Regions from separate parts of the Mus musculus genome. Here region 2 is linked to region 1. The links are chromatin contacts, called in public HiChIP or PLAC-seq maps. All regions are on one chromosome and are shown on one strand. The core of a region is the stretch at or near the end of the contact, and the rest is flanking DNA. Distances in the headings are between cores, read along the strand shown. Region 1 has its middle 12 kb from the start of E330032C10Rik. Region 2 overlaps Lbh (limb-bud and heart).

The links. HiChIP or PLAC-seq counts read pairs in DNA pulled down with a chosen protein or histone mark.
Region 2: a contact with region 1 is called in an H3K27ac HiChIP or PLAC-seq map of the HPC-7 cell line, with 7 times the contacts expected there. The contact joins two enhancer-like sites. A contact is called at or near these places in 2 of 484 Hi-C or Micro-C datasets (the HPC-7 cell line and pre-B cells), 10 of 115 datasets of contacts at active chromatin or transcription factors (the 230-238 cell line, the HPC-7 cell line, effector CD8 T cells and 7 more) and 1 of 9 other capture datasets (liver).

Annotation. Positions count from the first base shown.
Region 1 is chr17:73,261,228-73,265,302 of GRCm38.p6, reverse strand. No RefSeq gene overlaps it. Among named protein-coding and RNA genes, the nearest start is that of E330032C10Rik, 12 kb to the right of the region's middle. Within about 2 kb of position 2,017, at least 170 of the 459 cell types and tissues checked have an H3K27ac peak or open chromatin away from gene starts, as enhancers often do. A contact at or near this core is called in the 230-238 cell line, the HPC-7 cell line, effector CD8 T cells and 2 more, where this site is marked.
Region 2 is chr17:72,933,118-72,937,192 of GRCm38.p6, reverse strand. All of the region lies in intron 2 of Lbh (limb-bud and heart), which reads right to left. Among named protein-coding and RNA genes, the nearest start is that of Lbh, 17 kb to the right of the region's middle. Within about 2 kb of position 2,357, at least 101 of the 459 cell types and tissues checked have an H3K27ac peak or open chromatin away from gene starts, as enhancers often do. A contact at or near this core is called in the 230-238 cell line, the HPC-7 cell line, effector CD8 T cells and 2 more, where this site is marked.

The DNA of each region.
Region 1 (4,075 bases), core at 768-3,267:
ACAAATGACTGGCAAGGAATCCACTCAGTGACACAAAGAAATGCCCTTTATCTCTGAGGATGGAAGGAAGGAGAGGAAGAAAGATCTTCCCAACGCAAGATGCCCCACGGGTATCATTCAAGATCTGGAAGCCATGAAAGAGAAGAGCAGGCGTGGTGTGGGGCCAGGAACAGAGGTAGCCTCTGTGAAGAGAGGACTGGACCAGATATGCTGAGAGCCTCACCTCCTCTTATGCACCCTCACCCTGGACAATGAGCTGAGGAAGACAGGGCCCCTCTGTGGTGCAGACTATCTAGCCAGCATCCCATGGTTGGCTGATGCTTATGTTGTAACTGGCTCAAACTCTATGACAAAATTTTACAGTTTTGTTACACACTAAGTTTGGTTACAGTTTGTTATGCGGGAACTCAGAGTTCAGGGGCCACTTCGGGCCAAATTCAAGTTAACAGAATACAAAAGAGATGGACTTATAAAAGCAAGCCTGTACCCTAGTTTTCTAACCATCAGGTCAAAGCTCCTCCAACATACCTAATGCTCTGCCTGTAGCCTCCTTGGCCAAAGACTGGGAAGTTTACGTAGTGCTCAGATCTATAGTTGGGGAAAGGGCAGGAAAGCGAGGCTCTGGATTTATGCCACCAGGGAGATTACCCATCACTGGTGTAAGGGATGAAAAGAGACTCTGCACTATGGAGATCCTAACCTTCTCACTGTGACAACCTGGCACACGCACAGTTCTGGCTTACCCACAGTTCTAGCTCTAATAACCTCTGATTTGTCACCTAGCTTAGGCCTCAATGTAGTTTCCAGTAATCTGGGGTTCTCATTCAGCACACACTCACTTCCGCCACCACCCCTGCCTACTTCTAAGTGCTCAATCCCATCTGGCTACGCTGCAGATGCTACTGATCTAAAATATGACATGGCACCCATGAGAGGAGCTAGCCAGCACCTCCAAACCTAAGTGTGGGTCAGAGGACTAGCACCTGGGGTACAAAATCAAGCCTGTGTAGACAGACACAAACTATGTTTTCTGTGTTACCGAGTGAATGAGAGAGGAGAATGGGAGGGGGGCTGTAGCTCAGTGGTAGAGCACGTGGTTAGCAGGTATGAAGTCCTAGGTTCAATCCCCAGCACTGCAGAGAGTGGGCGCTCGGGAGGAAGAGACAAGAGAGTCAGAAGTTCAAGGTTATCCTGACCGCATAGTGAGTTTGAAGACAGACTGGGCTACTTGAAAATCTCTCTCTCTGTCTCTCTCTCTGTCTGTCTGTCTCTCTGTGTGTCTGTCTCTCTCTGTGTGTCTCTGTTTCTCTCTCTCTCTCTCTCTCTCTCTCTCTCTCTCTCTCTCTCTCTGTGCAATATATATTATACATATATACACATATATATGTGAAGGGAACAGGGGCAAGGAAGATGATAAGGTAATCAACCATTCCAGTCCTCAGTCTCCATCTTCAGGAAGTAAGCTCTACTATTAATGTATCACATATCCTTAGTCTTCCAAAGTTATTGTGTATACAGAATAGAATGAATATATATATATATATGTATGTATATATATATATATATGTGTGTGTATGTGTGTGTGTGTGTGTGTGTGTGTGTATACTCGTAGACTGTATTAAACTTCAATCCCAAGGGGAGAGACTCATTCACTTGCTTATTCAATTGTTCTTTCAGATGGACTTGACATCAAGGAAAAGATGGCAAAGTCTAGCCCAGTGCCTACATCCACAGCCTGGGGGCAGATGAAGGTAACTATTGACAACCACATAAGTGACAATAGTATAACCTGAGACTTGGTGAGGAAAAACTGGTGAATGTCTGATCTGTAAAGGCCCATTTAAATAACAGCCACACCCATCATTGTTAAGGACCAGCTATCAGCAAGCTTGGCCCTGAGACCTGTCTCTGGACATGGTCTCTGCGGGGTTTCTAAGCTGCTTCTCCCTACGCACTGGAGATGTGGTGTGACTCACATTCCTCCACCATCTGCGGAAGAGGCTCACATGACTCAGCCTCCGCCCACTCTCTCTGTCACTCAAAGGTGCTACAGCGTAACCACACACAAAATCATTCCCGGTGACTCAGGCAGAAAGACAGCACCACGGCCTGGCTGACTGCCACTCAGTGTCTGAGGCATGGTAGAGGTTTCTCTGGCTTTTCAGATGACTTATCTTCCAGGAGATGTGTGAGTCTGCAGAAGGCTTTGTCGGTCTGAGATGCTAACACAAAACCACCACTGAATGGGAAGTGAACAGCATTGTTAGTCTCCACACAACTAAGAACAGGTATATCTAAGCACAAGGCTGATAGAGCCTGTGGCCAGTGTCTTCTTGCTATGTCCTCCAATGGCTGAAGAGCTAGGGAACACTCGGTGTCTTGATGTTTTGTTTGATTGTCTGAAATAAAGTCTTGCTTTGTAGCTCAAGCTGGCCTTGAACTCACCATCTTCCTGCATTGGCCTCTTAGATGTTGAGTTCACAAGTGTATGCCATTAGCCCAGCAAGTGTATGCCATTAGCCTAGCAAGTATATGTCATTAGCCCAGCAAGTGCATGCCATTAGCCCAGCAAGTGTATGCCATTAGCCCAGCAAGTGTATGCCATTAGCCCAGCAAGTGTATGCCATTAGCCCAGCTTCATAGTGTTTCTTTTATTCGATTATTTTTAAATACTTTTTGCTTCTTTAAAAAAAAAACAAAACAAACAAACAAAAAAAACCTGTATTATTTGGTAGGAGTGGTGGTCAGGGAGGCATGTGCACACACAACACAGTGCACATGTGGAGGTCAGAGGGCAAATTGCAAGCACTGTGTGAGTTCTGGGATTGAACTCAGATCATCAGATTTGGCAGCAAGCATATGTGCTAGATGAGCCATCTTTCCTCGTCCTTACTGTTTCTCTTCTAAGGCACTAATCTTATTTATAGGGGCTTACTCCTTCATGACCTAAGAATCTCCTCAAAGCTTCAACTTTAAATAGCATCACCACAGGGGTTAGAATTTTAATGCATGGACTTAGGGGCAACACAAACCATTGGGTTACAGCAGGCATCCTTACAAGCAAACCACAATTGGCTCCTGGGAGTGGGAGGTGAGCTTTGGGGGTGGGTGGGGGCAGGGAGGAAGCTCAGCTCCATTCATTCCATCTTAAACAGAATCCTCACCGACTACACACATAGGGAATCCCAGATCTGTGTCTGGTTCTCTGACATGCCAAAGGCTGGGCTGGTGCACCCCTGCGTCTACTGGAAGCTGTCTGAGCCCAATCAGCTCAACACATAGCTGGGCACAGCACCCCCTCTTCTCCCTGAGCTCAGCTCTACCCTCTGCCTCAGTTTCCCTGAATGGTCACACCTGCTGCTCTAAACCCTCATCTGGATATCCTGAAATTTATTTTGCCTCTTCCTTCTTACCTTCGTTGTGGTCGGCAATGGGAATTCTTCAATGTCCCCCAACGTTTGTTTCCTTCCAGGCACCTGCTTCAGTCTCTGCAGGCCCTCCCCTCTGCAAGTTCTCACTCAAGAGTTCTTCTCATGCTGGAGAGATGGCTCAGCAGTTAAAAGCACTCACTGCTCTTCCAAAAGTCCTGAGTTCAAATCCCAGCAACCACGTAGTAGCTCACAACCATCTGTAATGAAACCTGATGCCTTCTTCTGGTATGTCTGAAGACAGCTACAATGTACTTACATATAATAAATAAATAAATAAATAAATCTTTGGGCTAGAGTGAGTGGAGCCAGAAAGAGAAGAAAAAGTGTCTGAAGACAGCTACAGTGTACTTAACATATAATACATAAATAAATAAATCTTTTTTTAAAAAAAAAAAAAAAGGAGGTCTTCTTTGGACTTGGCATCTACAACTGAGAGACTTTCCAAGTCTTAGTATACTTTCCTCAGTTGCCCCACATAAACTATAGAGGGCCACTATAGGAAGTGTTGAGGATTAGGTGAAACTGCAGACTAGGGTAGCTACTCTTTAAGAGTCATTAAGTTCAGCTACATGGAACAAAGACTGAACATTCTAGACCTTTCAGCTGTCCTCTCTGCTGATGGACATGTGATGCTGTTTTGGGGA
Region 2 (4,075 bases), core at 1,108-3,607, 330 kb after region 1:
GACAGTGCTGATGAGCCCAGCCATAGCAGAGCAGAGCCTCTGTCTCCATGATAACAGTATAAAGTAGATAGCTGTACATTCCTAAGGGGGGGGGGGAAGAAGAAGAAGAAGGAGGAGGAGGAGGAGGAGGAGGAGGAGGAGGAGGAGGAGGAGGAAGAGGCTACATTCCTAGAAATCAGCTGCTCCTGGACCCAGATGTCTAAAGGACCCGGATGTCCATTCCTTTGAGGACATAGGGCTAAGGCACTGGCTCTGGATTCGTATTATTCCCTTGACATCCACTGCATGACCCCTGTCAAGGCCTCTCAAGCTCCCCCACCCCCCCACCCCCCCACCCCCGCTCAGTTTCTCCTCCAGAGAAATGAAATGGCCTTCTTATCACACAAGATGGCGTCCAAGTTCTTGGCCAACACAGAAGTAATACAATGCTTGAGGGCAGAAACAAAATTCAAACAACAATGTCTTCTTTGCAATGGCCCCCTCAGATGCAGCGTTAGTTTCCATGCTCCAAGCGTGAAGCCATCCTTCTAACACAGTCATGAAAACAATATCCACCAATGGCTTTCATACCAAAAGCTCCACAGCCAAGTCTTTTAAGTCCTCCGTAGGGGGTGGGGGTGGGGGAGCAATCTGAGCATTGAGAGTCTGATACTGTGGTACTTGCCAAAGACCTTTGCACTGTGACCTACTCAAAGCAGGAACCATTAAAGAGAAAAAGTTATTTTTACAAGTCATTGTATTTGTAAAAAAAAAAAAAATCACTATAATAATTGATATACCCCTTCCATCAGAGATTTTCTTTCATTATCAGATCACAAAGATTTGTGCTTCTGAGAACCATAGCTCTCTCCAAAAAATAAAAAAACAAACAACAACAGAACACGTCCTGCACCAAAACAGCCTCTTTTGTTTCTCCGGGAAAAGCCAGAAAGCCTTGCAAGAGTGTTTCTGAGTCTTTTCCAGCCCAGTCTTATCTCAGGCAGCTGCTTAAGAGGCTGACCCGGAAGAGGTCAGCATTTTTCCACTAAGTCATGGTTTTTAATCATCTAGGCAGCAGAAAAATGAGAGGCTGCAGCTACAATTTGATGGGGTGGGGAAGGCAATGGAAAAAAAAAATGAAAAAGAACTCTCCCGTTGGACTTGCAGAGCACATGACAGGTACGGTTGGGGTGGCAAGCAAACAAAGTACTGCACGCTGGGCTGCCTCAGCGGAACCTGGCAGAACCAAGAAATGCTCTGCTCAGAAACACTGCTTCTAGTTAAACCTTCAAGTCCAAAGAGCCCCATCTTCTCTCAGAGCTGCAAACAAACAAACTGGAAAATCCCTCTACAAAGAGGTTCTTCAGGAGGTATGGGAAGCTCTGATGGGGATCTCCTACCCTCATCCCCTGCAGGGCAAGTTCAGAAGCATCCAGCAGGCAACTGTGTTTTCTTCAGCCCTATCCCTTCCCGTCTCTGCCATCACTACCCTACTGTCACACAGGGGACGCCCAGGATGATGGCATGGACGGAACTAATCAACACCAAGTTCCCACCTACACAAAGGGAATAGGATCTTGTCAATCACACATGCTCCCAAGAACATCTTGGGTTCTACATGAACAGCATGCGTGCAGCCTTCGTGACTGAATTTCACAGGGGACACCTCGGGAGCGGTACCCTTTGCCAGGTGCCCTCTCATCACCATGGGTCCTGACATTTTGGGAACTTGAGAGGATTCCATGGAAAGGGACAGGGAGTTTCAGAATGATCAAGGTCTGTGTCATGTGATCTAGACGCCAACATACTAGAGTTTCTGGCTAGTGTAGTCCAAGAAAATACTCTGCTGTAATGAAAATGTTCTCTGTGCTGTCCGGTACCACGGCCACTCGTCACGGGTAGCTAACTGGGCCCTTGAAAGATAGCCAAATTTTACATTTGATTTAAATAAACACAAATTTAATTTAAAAAATGTAAGCAGCTACTGTATTCAGGCTATATAATTAATTATGAGAACAATGAAAACAGGGCTTTCAGGGAGACTGAGGGCGACTGGACTGGCTGACCAACATGAGCAGCCTCAGAACAGAGAGCTGTGGGGCTGAGGCCAGGTTTCCAAAGACCATAAACTCATCAGTAGCCTTTGTGCTTAGGCTAGAGAGTTGCTAGTGAGTGAGCTCCCCTATCATGAACAGATTGGAACCAAAAGAAAAAACTAGGCCTCCAAAGGCCCCAAATTTGGAGGCTTAGCTATCAGCTGTCTGCCTTTGAGCCAGGTGACCTAAACCTAGCTGTCTCTGGGGTGGGGATAAGAAAGAGTTGCCTGGCACCTACTATGGAAAATGTGAGCAAGTCTGGTCTTTGTGGCCCTTCCCTGTCTGTGCACTGCCCGGCCATCATCTCTGACAAACAAGATGATCTGGCCACAGAGAGGGTGGAGGCTCAGCAAGGAGCTGGGAGATGCTAATGGGGAAAGAAGACACCAGCAGGTGGGGCAGATGAAAGGTGCTTAGCTGGACACAAAGGGCTAATTACCAGCTGTGCAAGCGGAGCCGCTGGCAGGCCAGGATCCCCTGCTCCTCTTGGCTGAGGAGGAGCAGAGGGCAGGAGAAGCTGCGGTGGGAAGGAGGACAGAAGGCTTGGGAGAAAGAGTCAGGCTAGCTCTCTAAGACACCGTGCACACAAAACTACACAGAAAGCCTTTAACCTCTCCAGTTGCAAAGAGCAACAAAGAACCAACCCCCAAGCCAGCTATGGAAAAATAGCACCCTGTGCCTACAGGTGGGCCAGGAGGTCTGGCTTTTACCTGGCCGCTAACTCTTGCTATCTCTGTGGTCTTGGTTGGATCACCTTAGTTCCTCTGGGCCCCTTGAATGAAAGGAGGAAGTGGTTTGGACTCTGCAGGGTGGCTGGGGAAGGGGGTGGGGTTCTGATGCTGAGCCAGCCCTCCCCTCCTCCCTCCTCTATAAATTTGGATTTATACTAATGCTGATCTTACAGGGCTTGGGAGAGAGTCAAATCCAGGTGTGTGTGAACATGCTCTGGAAACTCTTTAATTGCTAATGTTGGTCCCTATTAAGTAAAGCCCCCACCCACCCGCCCGGAGGAGCATTTAGAGTAAGCCTGGAAAGCCAACAACTGTAGCTTGAGACAAATGGACTGGGTTTGTATTCACAAATGTCAGTCCAGGTTCTTTGAAGAAAAGCCTGTATGTGTGTGGTGGCGGCAGTGGGGGTGTGGGGTGGGGTGTGGGTGGGAATGGGGTGGTGGGGAAGTGGGTGTGTGTCACTGCCTCCTTTCCAGAGCGGCTAGCTCCCCCTAGGACATGGATTAGACCAGCTGGAATGGCAATCATGCTCTTGACCAGACTGGTCTCACCATGGAAAGCCTCTGATACTGGGTCTACTCCAGGGGCCCTCACTCAGAGAAATTGATTCCCCCCCACCCCCAAAGCCTCACTTCCCAGATCTCTCCCAGAATCCTGCTCTGAGGAGGGTGGAATGAATGAGCATCAGCTAGTCCAGCTAATACCCTGAACTTTGGTCCTTACCTAATACACATGATGGCAACAACTACAGTCTTTGAAATCTGAGCTCCCGCTATCTAATCTTATCATGTTGCTAGTACTATTAGCATCTTACTGAGTTTTCAATGTGGCAAGTGGCTGGGAAAAACACAAGGATTCTTAGGGGCAGAGGGTCCTAGTGGGGATTCAGAGAAGCCTAATGTTATCCAGTTTTGTCCTATCTGTCTCAGCTCTCAACTTTTCTCTGAACCAAAGCTATGGGACATTCAACTCACCCTGTCCGTCCTGCCCTTCCATGATGCTTCTAATCCTTCAGGGTACTTGAGCAGAGATTTGAGCTTTATATCAACTCTGAACCTCCTTCCTTTGGATCAAAGATACTTAAGTGCCTAAGCCTTGAAACTGGACGGAAAAGGAAATCCTCGGGATAAACACCATCTTTCATAAACATCTCTCGAATACACACCCATCCTGCAAGTCAGGGGTTTGAAATTCCAATCAATTAGTGCTAATGGATCCTGATAATGCTGGGCCCAGAAATAGATGAACCTTCTGGGATATTAGATGATT